Regions from separate parts of the Podarcis muralis genome. Here region 2 is linked to region 1. The links are chromatin contacts, called in public Hi-C maps. All regions are on one chromosome and are shown on one strand. Each heading gives the region's core, a stretch centred on a gene start, on an enhancer-like site or on the middle of the called end of the contact. The rest is flanking DNA. Distances are from core to core; before and after follow the strand shown.

Region 1 (5,617 bases), core at 2,312-4,811:
ACAAACCTCCCCAAACAATGCCCCAGCTCCACCTTTCCTACAGACAACTCAAGGTGGGATACATGGTTGTCCCCATGTGCCCCCCCAACCCATTATATCCTCACAACGACCTTGTGAGGTTGGTTGGGTTGAGGGTCAGTAACTGGCCCAAGGTTACCCAGGATGTCATATAGAGGAGGGAGAAAGGTTGTTTTCTGTTGCTCCAGAGAAGCGGACACGGAGCACTGGATCCAAACTAAAAGAAAGAAGATTCCACCTAAACATTAGGAAGAACTTCCTGACAGTAAGAGCTGTTCGACAGTGGAATTTGCTGCCAAGGAGTGTGGTGGAGTCTCCTTCTTTGGAGGTCTTTAAGCAGAGGCTTGACAACCATATATCAGGAGTGCTCTGATGGTGTTTCCTGCTTGGCAGGGGGTTGGACTCGATGGCCCTTGTGGTCTATTCCAACTCTATGATTCTATGATTCTATCATTCAGTCATCTTCATGTCTGAGTTAGCACTTGAACCCTGGTTCAGGTCCCAGTCCAACACTCCAACTACAATGCCACACTGGCTCTCAGGAAATATTGTGTGGAGGGTGTTCAGTTTCTGCTCTTCTGCTTCCGCAGCGCTAGAGCTCTTGTTTCCTACGGCTTAGTGCAACCAAGTGGAACTAATTCAGCCATGACCCAGCCACAGCTATTTCCTTGATAAAAACACCCGTCAGGTCAATAGACTTGGTATAACAGCATTGGACTGGGTTTCCAATTATTTTATTTATATTTTATATAGGTTAGGCTAAGAGAAAGTGACAGGCCCAAGGTCACTCAGTAAAAATTAAAACCTTTTTCTCCCAGGTCCCCTAGTCCAACACTCTAAGTCTAAGCGTTACACCACAGAGGCTCCCATATTAGCTTGGCAAGTCATCTTCTCAATCCTCAACCTACATTGTAGTGAAGGTAGATACAAAAAGATCCCTGTCTTAGGGATAAGGCAAGCATCTGTTTAAAAATGATAAAATAAAGCGCCTACCAAGAAAGACGTCCACATTAGGGTCATAGCCCTCCAAGTCTTCCTGCTCCTCCTCAAGGAACCCTTTCAAGTGCACTTTGCACACAACTGCATTCTGCTCCGTCTGGTCAAAAGTGGCATGAGAACATTGGCGAAGGTTTTCCTTCATGGCTTGAATATCCTCAGGGCTTTGAAAGGCTTCCAAACCTGAAGGCCACTCGACTCGTAGCCGATGCAGGAATCTATGGATTTCCTCATCAACCAAAGATGGGACCAGGTGTACATCCACTCTGAAAGGCAAAGAACCACACACAACATTGGCCATACAGCCGCCAAAGTGAGCAGAAGAAAAACTCTCCATATTCTACTCAAAGAACAGCTAAAGGTCCAGTATGACCTGAGTGCTGTATTTAAAGGCTTGACGGTAGACTGCACTGCTTTCCAAATCTGAACTCCACAGAAATGAAGGCTAGAACCAAGAGCTCTCTTAAAAAGCAGGTAAGATTCTCAGAATGTTGCCAGAGTCCTAGAAAGGACAATACAGTGGTACCTCGGGTTACATACGCTTCAGGTTACATACGCTTCAGGTTACAGACTCCGCTAACCCGGAAGTAGTACCTCGGGTTAAGAACTTTGCTTCAGGATGAGAACAGAAATCGTGCTCCGGCAGCGCAGCAGCAGCAGCAGCAGGAGGCCCCATTAGCTAAAGTGGTGCTTCAGGTTAAGAACAGTTTCAGGCTAAGAACAGACCTCCAGAACGAATTAAGTACTTAACCCGAGGTACCAGTGTACTGTTCTCTCCAAAACACAGCACATTCACAGCTATATAAGCAGCTTTGAACTGTGGGGAGAACAAATGCTGCAATCATCTGCATGCCTACTTAGAAGTCAGCCCCACTGAACATTGTTGCATCTACTTCTCATTGTGTGTAAAGTTGTAATAAACACATAAGAATGCCACACATATTCCTGGATCCGGGATTGACAATTAGAATAGGTCCATCTAGTTGCATCTACTAACCCTTGAGCTCGGAGTGTGCCTGCGAGGTGGTCAGTGACCAGGATGGCTCTCAGGTGACTCAAACTCAGCGAGTTCAGGCCCTTGCAGCCGTGCAGGGGCACACAGTTCAGGAGGATGCTGTGCCCATGGGCTGTCTGAGGGGGCTCCGCATACACAGGAATGGCTTTCAGGATCTGCTCAAAGACAGCAGGCCTCTCTAACTGCACAGTCAGTCCAGCTGGGCTCTTTTGGCAACTCCGGATGGGTGGCAACCCTGGGCGTTTAAGTGAAGACACACTCTCGGCAACGCCATCGGGAACCTGTTGTGATACAAGAAAAGGGAGAAGAGTCAAGGAGTGTCGGCTTCCTCCTGGTTTGGGCTGTTCAGGAGCAGAAACAAAGCAGTTCACCATGTAGTTAGATTTAATAATAATAAAAAAAGACAACTCAATTTCAAGCACAAATAGATCACAGCTGGGTTTTCTAAGCTAAAATGCTGTGGGTGATGGTCTCTAGATCACTAAAATAATCTGCTGCTGGGAAAGAATTAGTAGGTGACTTCTCCAGTCAAGTCTTCTCTAAGATACCTGGAAAGAGGAGTATAAATAAAATATGGAGTGATAAGTGTTGGTGCTGACCTTTAAAGCCCTAAACAGCCTCGGCCCAGTATACCTGAAGGAGCATCTCCACCCCCATCATTCAACTCAGACACTGAGGTCCAGCTCCGAGGGCCTTCTGGCGGTTCCCTCACTGTGAGAAGTGAGGTTACAGGGAACCAGGCAGAGGGCCTTCTCGGTGGTGGCACCTGCCCTGTGGAACACCCTCCCATCAGATGACAAGGAAATAAACAACTATCTGACTTTTAGAAGACTTCTGAAGGCAGCCCTTTTTAGGGAAGTTTTAAATGTCTGATGTTTTATTGTGTTTATAATATTCTGTTAGAAGCAGCCCAGAGTGGCTGGGGAGGCTCGGCCAGATGGGCAGGGTATAAGTAATAAATTATTATTATTATTATTATTATTATTATTATTATTATTATTATTATTATTACTACTACTACTACTACAACCATAGAATTGTAAGAGTTGTACGAGTCCCCTGGGGTCATCTAGTCCAACCCCCTGTAATACAGGAATAATAATTATAGTAAATCACAAAGCACCACCTGACAGCTGAAGGTGGTACCTCACAGGGGAACTAACCATTTGCATACCAATAAATGAATACAGGCAAGGCAGCCCCGCCCCCTTTCGCGGAGGACACGCCCCCTTACCTGCCCGTCCGCGAACATCGCCCTCAGGGCAGCCTGCGGAGCCAGGAAATCCCTGCTACGTAAGTTCCGGGCGCTGCTCTCCTTGAACCAGACCGGGCCGCGAGCACCGACCCCGGCCTTTCCTCGGAGAGTAGCGTTCAAGGCCTCCAGAGTCTCGGAGACAGACAGGCGGCTCTCGAGCGTCTCCATGCGACCGCAGGCGCCGGCGACTCCGGAATTCCTGGAGGGCGGGGGAGGGGGGAAGTCCGCCCGGTTTGCCAGGATGTGATGTCATGATGGAAAATAAACATAGAACTATAGTATAGACTGACTTCCGGGTGGAGCCAAAGCCGGGATGGGCATCGTAGGAGTGGGATTCTGCCACCCTTGGTGTTGTCGAGTCTTTGGGCACTTTAAAAGACAGATTTATTTTTCCTTTTTCTGTTTTCGTGTATCATTTTGCTTTGTGGTTTGTGTTATCATTGTGGAAAATCTAATAAAAAATTATTAAAAAAAATAAAAATAAAAATAAAAGACAGATTTTTATTTTTTTAATGGCATTAAAGCTTTTCATCAGGTCCACCGAGGCTTGCGCCATAATTAGTTTCTTACAACACATGTCTACTCAGAAGTCCTCAGAAGTCCTATTGAATTCAGTGTAGTTTACTCCCTGGCAAATGGGTATTATTATTATTATTAGAATTTATATACTGCCCTATGCCCGGAGGTCTCAGGGCGGTTCACAGAACAAAATCAAAATATATAATCAAAATAAAAACAGCAACCCAGTAACCCCTTAGGTAGGATTGTAGCCCTAGGCTGTATATACATCTGTAGCCTTTGAAAACACACTTGGGTCATAGCATTTTTTGTACATAGCGGTTTGCAATTCTGCATGCCTTTGCAGATAACGTAGTCTAAAATGGCAGTTACTAGCTATGTTGTCTGTACGCACAGGTGGGCATGTTGTATTGCATTTGCTGCTTTACTGCCTATTTGAAAAGGTTCTTTGGAGCTCTTTGCAATCTCTCTTTGTTATAATGGACCTGGGCAACTGAGTGTCATCAGCAAACTTGGCTACCTCACGGCTCACCCCTCACTCTAATGATATATGAAAAAGTTAAAAGCACAGGTCCCAATACAGTTTCTTGGGGAAACTCCTGCTTTCTGGTTTTTGCTACTTAACAAATTCCTAACCTACAAGAGTACTTTGCCCCTTGTTCCATGGGTGCCAAGCTTACTCAGGAGTCTTTTGTGATATAACATACAACATTTTGGGGAACTATATTTATAGTTTTAAATCTATCAATGCTTAATTGTTGTAGGTTTTTTTTCTTTTTTCATCCCTATGTTTTTAGCTGGTCCTGTTTTATCTCTAAGCCGCTTGGACTGGAGTCCCTTGTCAGGGGAAAAGATGGGATATAAATCTTCTTCTTCTTCTTCTTCTTTAGTGATCAGTTGTAGCTAAGTAAGATTGTCTTTCATGAACACAATCTTAACAGTGAGTCCGTAAGTGACTGTGGAGGCCAATTCTGGATCTACACGTCCTTCCACAGTGGGGACATAGGTTTCCAGGCAGGAACTGATCACGGTGAGGGTTTGCTAAATGTGCCTGCCTCTTAACATGTTTCCCTTTCGTCCTGAGTTCGAGCGTCTTCAAAGCCCACAACTGATCTCCAAAGGCTGTTTCCCAATTGGAGCACTCGCAGGCCAGTGTTTCACAATTGTCTGGGTTTTTCCTACATTTTTAAAGATTTGCCTTGAGAGTGTCTTTAAACCTCTTTTGTTGTCCACCAGTATTTCGCTTTCTATTCTTGAGTTGGGAATAGAGTAGTTGCTTTGGAAGACGATAATCAGGCATCGGCACAACATGACCAGTCCAACAAAGTTGATGTTGAAGAATCATTGCTTCAACACTGGTGGTCCTTGAGAGTAATTTGGAAGTAATCCACTTAATAGGATCTTGAAGGGCTTGAGTGTTCATTTTGCGCCTTGGTTTCCTTCCTTGAAGCCTGCGTTGAGGTATCTCGATAGCCAACGTAGAACGCATTAATCAGTGATCTGTCCAGCAGTCGTCGACACTCATCATAGCTCTGGTAAGGAGCACATCACTTATAAATAATAAGTGTGCCTGGTATGAGAATCTCTCAGAGACTGTGTCGAAAGCTATAGGCTGTTTGCATTTTTATTTATAGCCTGGGTGGCACTACAAACAATGGAAACTGTTTGAAATAAACCAGAAGCAGAAGTGAAACATCCCCAAGCAACTCCAACAGGCCAACAGAAATGCAAACAAAATGTAGACACTGAATGTACTATTTCTTATGGCTAGTGGAGGCTAGTCCATATGGGTAAATGAAGCACTCCCCCACCAA
Region 2 (5,617 bases), core at 1,222-3,721, 140 kb after region 1:
CTAGGCTCTGTGGTTTAACCCACAGTGCCACCCGCGTCCCTATCCTTCATGTAGCAGCGGGAAGAAACTCATAGTAACTTGATAAACTGAAACAACTGAAATTTGTTTATTTGAAACATTTCTTCCTCTTTCCTCATCCAAAAAAGGTCCCAAAGTGGATTATGTAAGGCCAATAAAAACAAGACAGTTCATGAAATGGGACAGAACCACAGCTAGAACTTGAGTCCAGCCTACAACAGTAAACAAGTCAGAGGACTTATAAGAGGCTCCTGAGAAGTTATCTGTGCTATGAATCACTCCCACTGGGGACTCACAGGAGGCCCTAATAAGTTCAGTTCCAAAACTCAGTTCCTAACCCAACAGATAATACTTATTAAACATTTGATATTATTATTCTGTTTTTCCTTTTCATTCTTGGGAGTTTGAAATTGCAGAGGCATAGTTGACCACCAATTTTCAAACTGAGCATCAATCTGAGTCTCAGATGAAAACAGGCAGTTAAAACATATACCAACAAGTGGCAGGGAACAGATACCAGAGTGACCCCATACAGAATCCACCGGGACAGAATCCAGTCTTACAGCATAATCCTAAGCATGCTTACCATATTTTTCGCCCTATAGGATGCACTTTTCCCCCTCCAAAAATGAAGGGGAAATGTGTGTGCGTCCTATGGGGCGAATGCAGGCTTTCGCTGAAGCCTGGAGAGCGAGAGGGGTCGGTACGCACCGACCCCTCTCGCTCTCCAGGCTTCAGGAAGCTATCCGCAAGCCTTGGGAGCCCACGGGAGTTCCCGCCGGGCTCCCACGGCTTGCGGAGAGCTGCCTCTATCCCGAAGCCTGGGCGCGCTGAGCAGTCGCGCCCGGGCTTCGGGTAGCTCTGCGAAAGCCGCGGGAGGGCTCCCACGGCTTGCAGAGAGCAGCCTGTTCTGGGGGCTGGGGAAGCCTGGGGGGGGATTTTTCTTCTTCTTTATTTCCCCCCCAAAAAACTAGGTGCACCCTATGGGGCGAAAAATACGGTATTTAGAAATAGGTCTTACTGTATTCAGCTGGCCTCACTCACAGATAGGTCTCCCCAAACCACAGCCTAACCCCACTGACCTGGAAGCCCCACTGAATTCAACAGTAGTCACATCTTGAGTAGGACAGGACTACATGCAAGCTTATTCAGAAGTGAGTGCCATTCAGCTCAAGAGGTCCAACTGCCCAGGAAGTGTGTTTAAGTTTGCATTGCTAAAATAGCTAGGGACAGCTCCTGAGGCATGATGGTGCAGCAAGTTCCGATTTAAATAAACCTTTAAAATAAAAAATATCTTCTCGCCCTTTGCAGATCACAGAACAGAATACTGAACTTGGAAACCATCCTTTCTTACAGTCACACCCAGTCTATCTATCCTCTGCCCTCTCTTTGACGAAGACTTGCAGATCTCCTAATTTTAGAGGGTTTGCCAAACTGCGTTATCTGTCTCTGTGAAGACTCACTGAAGCATGATAAAAATGAGAGATCATTCAGAACTGTGCCATATTCAGTCATACCTCGGATTGAAGTAGCTTCAAGTTAAGTAATTTCGGGTTGCGCTCCGCGGCGACACGGAAGTAACGGAGCGTGTTGCTTCCGGGTTTTGCCGCTCACACATGCGCAGACGCTCAAAATGACATCACGCGCGTGCGCAGAAGCGGCGAAACGCGACCTGCGCAGTTGCGCCTTACGTTTACTTCAGGATGTGAACGGGGCTCCGGAACAGATCCCGTTTGTATCCAGAGGTACCACTTGTATGCAGTGGTACCTCGGGTTAAGTACTTAATTCGTTCCAGAGGTCCATTCTTAACCTGAAACTGTTCTTAACCTGAAGCAGCACCTTAGCTAATGGGGCCTCCCGCTTCCGCTGTACCACCGCTGCACGATTTCTGTTCTCATCCTGAAGCAAAGTTCTTAACCTGAAGCACTATTTCTGGATTAGCGGAGTCTGTAACCTGAAGCGCCTGTAACCTGAAGTGCATGTAACCTGAGGTACCACTGTAGAGGAATGGAGGAGAGTGAAGGGTTTTTTGGTTTTGGTTTTTTTGAGGGGGTGGGGTCCCCCCACTCCTTTTTCGAGCAGCTGTATGACAAGCATAACTTCAACCCCTCTGTAGCATTTTGCGGCCTGGAAATGCAGTGATGGGGGTGAGCTACACCTGTTGGATTTCAGCCTGTCAGGTTGCTCTCAAAGATACAGGAGCACTACCGGTGTGGGGAGAGAGACTAGAGGGGAGAGTTGGCAGCCTGGGAACTGAAACCAACGGAGTCCCTTAGGGGCAAAGCGACGATACCTGCACGATGGCCTCGCGGAGCAGCGCGCTGAGCGCCTGGTTCCGAAGGGTCTCGCGAGCCTTGCTTTCGCTCAGACCGATGCTAACGAAAAGCTCCAGCGCGCCCGGCTCGTCGGCCGCCATGCTGCTCCTCGCAGCCGCCTCTACTTCCGCCCGACGTAGGGCGCGCCGGCTTCCAAGCCCAACCAACCATGCGCAGAGTGGGTAGGGGGCGGGGCAAGGAGCCGGGGGAAAGCCAACCCGAGGTTGCCGTCGGTCTTTGCGACCAATAGGAAGCGCCGCCGGAACGCCCGCCTCCCCATGGCTCCGCGACAAATCCGAGAGAGGCGAATGTGGCGCTGGGATGGGGCAGCGGGTTGCTTCTCTTTGCATCATCACTCGAAGGTGACGTTTTTTTGAAGAGCGAAGGATCAGGTGGCCATAGAGATAGAAAGAGGGTAGAGAGAGCTTTGTGCACAGATTTTTACAAAAGTCACTTGTAATAAGTTCAAGGTGGTTTTAAAATTGGATTGTTTATAAGGTTTTATGGACGTGCATAAACAAGTATATTATAATGGAACCAAGACGGAGAGTGGAGGGAAGTCGACCAAAATTTATGGTTTAATTTGGTTATGATTTTTTCCCCGGTTGGTTTTTTTTTTGTATTGTTATTTCTGGAAAATTAATAAATTGTTATCAAAAAAGAAAGAAAGAGAGTAGAGAGAAAGGCTGCAGAAGGTCCTGAGTTCAATCCCTGACCTCTCCAGGTTGTTGTTGTTTAGTCGTTTAGTCGTGTCCGCCTCTTCATGACCCCATGGTCCAGAGCACGCCAGGCACTCCTGTCTTCCACTGCCTCCCGCAGTTTTGTCAGGCTCATGTTTGTAGCTTCGAGAACACTGTCCAACCATCTTGTCCTCTGTCGTCCCCTTCTCCTTGTGCCCTCCATCTTTCCCAACATCAGGGTCTTTTCCAGGGAGTCTTCTCTTCTCATGAGGTGGCCAAAGTATTGGAGCCTCAGCTTCAGGATCTGTCCTTCCAGTGAGCACTCAGGGCTGATTTCCTTCAGAATGGATCGGTTTGATCTTCTTGCAGTCCATGGGACTCTCAAGAGTCTCCTCCAGCACCATAATTCAAAAGCATCAATTCTTCGGCGATCAGCCTTCTTTATGGTCCAGCTCTCACTTCCATACATCACTACTGGGAAAACCATAGCTTTTACTATACAGACCTTTGTTGGCAAGGTGATGTCTCTGCTTTTTAAGATGCTGTCTAGGTTTGTCATTGCTTTTCTCCCAAGAAGCAGGCGTCTTTTAATTTTGTGACTGCTGTCACCATCTGCAGTGATCATGGAGCCCAAGAAAGTAAAAGCTCACTGCCTCCATTTCTTCCCCTCCTCTCCAGGTAGGTTTGTCCAAAATCCTGAAGGACTGCTGCCGGTCAGTGTAGGCAATACTGAGCTAGATGGGCCAATGTTCTGACTCGTGCAATTGAAGGATTGTAGAGTTGGAAGGGACCCTGAGGACTATGGAACTGTCCTGTGCAGGGGGTCGAACCTGCAACCTTGGCGTTGCATTACATGGTCACTTTAAAACCTTTTATGATAAAGATGTTTATTATGGGAAGTCTTGAGTGTTGTGCAAGTAAATGGGGCATGGGCTTTTTGAGAGCTGGCATTGGATTTTAGCAGCAACCGGAGGAATCCTTTGCAGCAGTGTTTTCAGACATTAGTGAAGACAGCAGTTTAAACTCTGATAACATCCCTAATTTTCTGTCTCAGTAAGGATGTTCTTTGTAGTATTACAGTAGGGAATAATAATTCTGGACTACATAGCATCATCTCTTATCACGAATCCCCTCTCCATGTCTGGAAATACAGATACAGTAATTCTGAACTACCCACAATACAAATAACTCTGCACTACCCACAATATAGAGATAATACTGTTGAACGTTTCCCACCCTATATTCAATAAGAATGATTTTAATTGACCACTCAGTCAGGAAGCATTTGCAGGACTTTAAAAAATATGTATTCATTTATAGCGTTTTTATCCTGCTCTTCAGTCAGAAAAAGCTTCCAGGACAGCTTACAAATATCAGTGATAAAACAGCCCCTACCCTGAGGTTTAGAATCTAAAAGACATGACACAAAAGGAAAAGTGATTGAGAGGGCAGAGGGGGGAAAGGAAGCTTGGCAACTCGTTCTTGTAATGACCAGTTGGAATAGAACCATTTGGAGAAAAGGAGCCAAAAGTTGTTGATCTCATCAGAGCTGACGGAGATGCCCTGCTGTCTCATCTCTCCCTTTGCTAGAGGCTGATGGAAGACTGTGGAAATGTTTTACAAACCAACAGAAATGGCTTTCTCACAACACAATAAGACCATGTGCTGTTGCAAAATCATAGCTATCACAGAGCCCTGGGAGCAAGCTGTCAGTTGCAGCCTTCAAAGGAGAAGAGAAATGGTGTCAAAAGTCATCAGGAAGTCCCATCTCCAGACAGAAGGATTGTCAGTCTAGGACTTGTTTATGTCTGGGAGAGAGGGAGAGGGAGAGAGTGCCTGTGTTAAGATGTGAAGCAACTTTTGCCTACTAGGAGAGTAACACACAGTAACAGGCTAGACTAAGCACCTTCACTCCTTGTTTGATGAAAGATCTGACCCTGATTGCTGCTCACCAGAAAAATTCCAATGCTAAACTCACTATTTGACTTTGGGGCAAGCAGCTCTGGAGGGGGAAACAAAAAAATGGAAGCAAATTTAATTTATAGTCCATTTTTACAGTATAACATTTCTGTATCTCACAACAGAATAGCAAGCCTAAAGCAGACTACTGCTACAGAAATGCAGGGTCTATTTGATTTAGGACTGAACTTATTTATTTACTCTGATTCCTTGCCCTCCCTTCACCACAAGGTCCCAGGGCAGGTTAGAAGATAAAGATCAACACCACGTGAAAGAAAATAAGGCATCTGGTGAAACCACTTTTGATTGTTGTCTGGTTAGGACAGATTCCTTTTAAAAGCACCGAGGCTTCTGTTTTCTTCCAGTTCTGTTGCCCTGGTTTAGTTATTGTCCTTCTGTGTCATACATACACTTAAGGGGGAATGCGGGTGGCGCTGTGGTCTAAACCACTGAACCTCTTGAGATTGCCGATCACAAGGTTGGCAGTTTGAATCCAGCGATGGGGTGAGCTCCCATTGCTCTGTCCCAGCTCCTGCCAACCTAGCAGTTCTAAAGCAGGCCAGTGCAAGTGGATAAATAGGTACTGCGGTGGGAAGGTAAACAGCGTTTCTGTGCACTCTGGTTTCCGTTACGGTGTTCCGTTG

Evidence for each region. Hi-C and Micro-C count contacts between places; a contact is called where the count stands out from the background.
Region 2: a contact with region 1 is called in a Hi-C map of blood, with 6 times the contacts expected there. The contact joins the promoter of QARS1 here to the promoter of DALRD3 in region 1. A contact is called at or near these places in 2 of 3 Hi-C or Micro-C datasets (blood and tail).

The regions. Positions count from the first base shown.
Region 1 is chr2:103,879,329-103,884,945 of rPodMur119.hap1.1, forward strand. It overlaps DALRD3 (DALR anticodon binding domain containing 3), which reads right to left and starts at 3,562. Exons shown (of 13, transcript XM_028719630.2): 1 at 3,264-3,562; 2 at 2,012-2,310; 3 at 1,012-1,280. The coding sequence starts at 3,452.
Region 2 is chr2:104,016,201-104,021,817 of rPodMur119.hap1.1, forward strand. It overlaps QARS1 (glutaminyl-tRNA synthetase 1), which reads right to left and starts at 2,472. Exons shown (of 24, transcript XM_028719642.2): 1 at 2,313-2,472. The coding sequence starts at 2,435.